Linked DNA regions of Anas platyrhynchos: region 1 is linked to region 2. The links are chromatin contacts, called in public Hi-C maps. All regions are on one chromosome and are shown on one strand. The core of a region is the stretch at or near the end of the contact, and the rest is flanking DNA. Distances in the headings are between cores, read along the strand shown. Region 1 holds the start of NID1 (nidogen 1). Region 2 has its middle 45 kb from the start of NID1.

Region 1 (2,700 bases), core at 26-2,525, 45 kb before region 2:
GCTTAACAGAAATGACATTTTTATGTTGTGAGTGTATATATGGGGGTGTTTTATGGTTTGATTTAGGTTTTCTCTTTGTTGTGGAGCTGTGTTCCACAAACACATCTTGTCCTTACCTTCTGTAGGCTTGGAAGTAGTCTTATGCTGAATAGAGGAGGTTAGAAAGAAAGGGTGGTTTTTGGTGAAGGCATTCCATCATGTTTGAGTGTGCACACTTAACATGGGCAAGGAGCTGTTGCTGTTACTGGTTACTGTTTAATGGGCTGTGAAAATATGGGGAGAAGGTGCAGGTGAAAGTACAAAGTGAGCTGGGTTGTGTGGAGGGAGGGCTTCTCTTCCCAGACCTCCAGGCTACGTGTGTCTCAGTGGCTGCTTTTGCTGAAATGTAGAAATCAGGTGGACAGGGTTGCTAACGATAATAATGTTCGTTACATACCCAAATGTATTTCTACCTTTTAGGAAGGCATGGTTATAGCACTTCGCCAAGTGTCTTGTGCTCTTGTAACTCACCAAATGCGAACGGTACTTTCTTACCAAAAACGGGTGAAATCGGATGAGACTGACTGGGGAAAAGGAGAGAACTGGAAGGAGCAGGTGTTTAGAGACAAGTAAGAAGTCATGTAAAAGGCATGTGAGTAGGGTTTCAGCTGCCTCCCCTCAGGCGATTCTCTGCTATAGGCATTCCGTAGAAATAGCACAGCATACGCTTCTCTGGACAAGATTTAACGATTTAAAGATTTAATTTGAATTAATTATTAACAATTCAATTCAAATTACTTAATTTGAATTAATGATTAAAGTTTTAACTTGAAGATTTAAAGATTTAATTAAAGATTTAAAACACTTGTGTTTTCTATAAATGTCTTTGCCTGGAACCCTTAGGAAAAAATATGAAATTTATCCATTCTTCAGCTGATTCTGGGTGTTTCCTGCTGGCAGGACGAGGCAGAGAAGTAGGAAGGTGTACTCGGGCTGTTTGCTGCTCTGCACATAGATTCCTATGCACCTCATCCTCAGCGAAGTTCCTTTTCCAGGCTGCTCCGTGGGGTTTACTTCACAGCCGGTGACGCTCTGGCGTTGACAGGATGACTTCACGAAAGACCTTTGGGCGTATTTTTGGGTTATCATCACCATTTCCCCCTGCCGATAACCCCCCGCCGTCGAGCAGCCCCCACACAGCGCTCCCTCCGTCCCCCCTCACACCGCTTCTCCCCGCCTCAGCCCTCAGCCCGCCCCCTGCCCCCGCCCCGCCCGCTGCCCGCGCTTATAGCGGCGGGGCCGCGCCGCCACAGCCTCCCTCACAGCCGCCAGCCATGGGTCCTGCACCGCCCTGCGCGCTGCTGGCCCTGGCCGCGGCCATGGCGCTGCCCACCCCGCTCCTTCTCGCCCCAGCCCCGCAGCCCCAGCCCCGTGCCGAGCCGCTGCTGCTGCCTCACGGCCCGGGGCACGGCGACGCGGCGCTGCAGCACGGCGACGACTCGCGCTCGGCGGCGCTGGAGCTGAGGCGGGCGCTGCGCTTCTATGGGGCGGCCGTGCGCGCCCTACACGTGAGTGCGGGGTGCGGGGGGAGCCCGGCGGCGGGGTGTGGAGTTTTAGGGTGCAGCCCAGCTCGCTGGGCACAGAAATTGACGTGCTGAAGGGGTGGCTGCTGGGGCGCATCTCCGCGGAGCTGCTTGGGAAGCTTCGCACCTGGCGGTGCCTTTCGGGCTGCGGCTGCAGGTGTGCGGTGTGGCTCCCCCGTGCTGGGGAGCGCCGCAGCCGTGCTCCTTGTCCTCAATGTCCCTACCTATTGAAGTCCCGAAATCCCAGCAGAAAGTCAAAATTCTGAGGGATGTCTACGTGTGAAGAGGCAGGCAGAGATAATTCCCCTGTAGGTGAATTAGCCCAGCCGTCAGTTTGAGCCTTTCGGTCATTGTCTTGTCTTGTGCCTGGTCACTGATTAGCCAGCCCAAGTCAGAAATGCCCTTTTAGAGGCACAGACAGAGCCTTGCCAGATAGCGGGCTGTGTGTCCTGGCACTGAGGGGCGAGATAGCGAGTAACGTGCCCGATAAGGGACGGAGGGGGACAGTAGGTTGGGTAGCACCACGAGGTTTCTCAAGCTTAATGCTCTCATTACTGGCCCGTGCCATAAAACCACAGTGATTTGAGGCTAGTGCTTGTCTTGGAAAATGTAGAGGCACTTCCAGAATCAATCCTAGGGCTTCTTCAAGCCTGGTTAGCAAGGAAGGCAATTCTCAGATTGGCCAAGTCTGGTAATAAATGGTGTTTGATATCAGTCTACCTAATACCAAGAGGTTTTTGTGTTGCATTTAGTCTGTCACAAGGATTGTGAAACAGAAGCATGGCACAAAGTGTATGGGAACAAAGTATATGCATTAAAGGAATGTACTGAGCAGTCTTAAATGCACCTTCACAAGGTACCCATTTATTGTACGTTGGCAGGGAGTCCGTACAAGCTCTGATGTTATTTGGTAAGCAAAATTTACTCAGATATATAGTGGATAGTAAATATTGCCAAGCTTTTAAATTAACACATGGTATCAAAATATATTACGTATATGCAGTACATAAAATAATTTCTGCATCAGATTTTGAGTTGTTGTGATGAAATATGTATTTCCATAAAGTTCATCAGGAGTATGGAACAAGCTTATTCTAATTTCTGAGCACGTGATTTTTGCAAGTTTCATCAGTCAGTT
Region 2 (2,700 bases), core at 82-2,581:
TCTTCATACATCCTGACAGCCAGCTGGCCTTGTGCAAGCAGCTGAACTGCTAGTGGTGGGAGTGTGCTCTGGGTCATGACACTGACATTTCTTTATTCCTTTAAATGTTTGCGTTCTCATTGAATCTTGCTAAATCTTTGGCCTCTGAAGTGTTCTGTGGTATTGAGTTCCTCATTTTAGTTACAGTCGGGGGAAGAATCTCAAGCTTTGAGATTTGGTATTGGCCATTTCAGGGGATCTGTCTTGTGTCTATCATATTTTTTAGTTAGATGTTCACAAGTATTTTGAATGCAACATAGCAGATGTGATTTTTCTGTTTTGTCTCTCAAAGCATAGACAGTTAATGGCATCTTTTTATAACATGGGGCTTTCTCATGCTGACCCAGATCTAATTCATTTACCTGGTTCCTATCCTGATTGCTGTTTATTAGCGTCTGACTGTTGTAGTCTTGCTCAGGCACAAGCATATTTCAGTTATATTTTACACTGTGCTTTGGGTTTAAAAGGTATTGGAAAATGGGATTTCTTTAATTATTAAAAATAAGTTATTATAAAAAATAAGTTATAAAAAGCTGGGGTTGGTAATCATGTCAGTCTTGCTGTGGTGTTTGAAGAAATTATTACGTGTAATTACAATTCACATTGGCTACAAAAAACAGAAATTCACAAGTTTTTCTGGGAAGGTGAACAACTCCTTCAGTGGTTGAATGAAAGACAAAATACTACAGACTTCTGCAGAGGTAATTTTTTGAAATGCTTCTCTTCAGATCTTCTATGACACACAAGATATTAAATGGTGACACCATTAGTAGTGTTTAGCAATGATGTAAAAAGTTGCAAGCTGAAAGTAGTATTGACTCCCTGATGAACTGACGGGGTGGTTCAGCCACCTTTGCATCTGAAGGGAGTGTAAAAAAGTGTAAAAAGAAGTTACTCACTTGTTAACCTCTGAAGAACTCTTTCCTCATGTTTAAAGCAGTGTGGCTTGCTGAAACCCAACATCCTGTCCAGTATTGTTCCAAGCTGGCAAACTGCTTACTGTGCAGTTCTCCAGCTGCACAATTTTGTCACAACATATTACATTTTTAACTTGTGGGCATATAATTAAGAATGACAGATGATTAGTGGGGAATAAGGGCCCCTCGATGACAGTGTCACAATGCATCAGTTTAACCTATGGTTAAATGGGAACCATTTCTTGTGTAGGATTTCCCAGTGTATTGCTTGGAGATCTTGCTGAAGAAAAAAACAGGTTGTGAAACACATGGTTATAGAGAATACAGTTGTGAGACACCCCCTGCTTGGTCTGTCTGTAAGTACTGAATATTATGTCCAGTATCCAAATCCCCAACTGGGGATCTGGCAGCAGTTTGTTCATTAAGAGACTGAGTCACCTCCTTGATTTAAATTCTGCTGCATATGAAATCTGTCCTTTATCCGACAAATGAGTTAAGGATAGTCTGTCATTAAAATAGGGGAAAGATGTGAATATTTTTTTCCTACAAATATAAATATTGAGGACTCTGGAGCTTTGCTTAACTAACAAGATGTTCAGCTGGCAGCGCAGTGAGTGGGCTTCCTGCTGCTTTGTGGCAAAGCAGGAGGAGCTGCAGTAACATTTGCTGCTCCTCTTTTGGGGGGGAGGATTCTGGAGTTGATGAATGGCAGAAAGCTGCTAGTCTCGCAATTACCCAAACGGTGTATTTCAGCCTCTGGCTTCTTTGTTTTAAGAATGCACCAAAGCCAATTCAGTTTGTGGTCCCTTTGCTCTGGGCAGGCAGTGTTTCCTGCACAGTGGGGTATCTGGAACACACACAGGGCAAACAGGGTAGTTGTGTAACGCAGGGCCTGCAACAGGAGAGTACAGATGGTGGTGGGGCGTGCATTGTGGCAGCTGCGGGTTGGACCCAGGAACTTGTGTAGCAGTGCTGGGGATGGCAATGGAAATCTTCCCAGGAGCTGAGTGTGGAGTTATGGAGAAAGCACAACTGTGGTGACAGGCAACTGAAGGAGAGACAGATTCGGAGGCAGTGGATGGTGATGTGTGGGAAGCTTGGGAGGTGGGAGGAGCAATTAGCATGAAGGTTGTAATGCCGTTGTGGTCAGTACACTGCAGGGGGTAGGGCAAGGGAGATGAAGCCACAGAATCACTGAGTTACAGCAGATGTTAGAAACCTTTTAAGTCTCTTCTCCTAGTACCAGAATTTCCCACTGACCACAGCACTCTCTTTGGGCACTGCAGGCTAAATGTGAGATCCCACATCCAATTCTGCTTGAACACGAAACTCAAGAGCACAAGGTTCTGTTCTCCTCGCCTCTCTTCCCTGCTTTATGCAGAGGAGAAACCTGAGCAGACGGCAGAAAAGAGCCCAAGCTATAAATCACTGGTCTGTCCCCAAGCTTCAGAGACACCTCCCACTAGACCAGGTTGCCCAAAGCCCCATCCAGCCTTCCCTTGAACATCTCCAGGGATGGGGCATCCACTTCTCCAGGCAACCTGTAAGCCTGCAACCTGATGATGTGTTTGTAAGCATGAGATTTTCTCATGTGGTGTATTAGAGGTGGATTAGTGGTTGTTAACCATTGAGTAGATGCATCTCATGTATTTTTAAGTGATTGCACTTTAATCATGTATCTGAGAAGCATGTTGTCCTTTCAAACATGAGGACTTATGGAGAACTGGCAAACCACACAGCTTTT

The links. A called contact is a pair of places that touch in the nucleus more often than the background predicts.
Region 1: a Hi-C map of subcutaneous adipose tissue shows a contact between it and region 2, with 2.8 times the contacts expected there. The contact joins the promoter of NID1 here to the enhancer-like site in region 2. A contact is called at or near these places in 6 of 8 Hi-C or Micro-C datasets (F1 follicle, F5 follicle, liver and 3 more).

The regions. Positions count from the first base shown.
Region 1 is chr3:27,335,156-27,337,855 of IASCAAS_PekinDuck_T2T, reverse strand. NID1 (nidogen 1) reads left to right here and starts at 1,275. Exons shown (of 19, transcript XM_027453766.3): 1 at 1,275-1,547. The coding sequence starts at 1,314.
Region 2 is chr3:27,290,037-27,292,736 of IASCAAS_PekinDuck_T2T, reverse strand. No RefSeq gene overlaps it. Among named protein-coding and RNA genes, the nearest start is that of NID1, 45 kb to the left of the region's middle. Within about 2 kb of position 1,331, at least 2 of the 8 cell types and tissues checked have an H3K27ac peak or open chromatin away from gene starts, as enhancers often do. A contact at or near this core is called in subcutaneous adipose tissue, where this site is marked.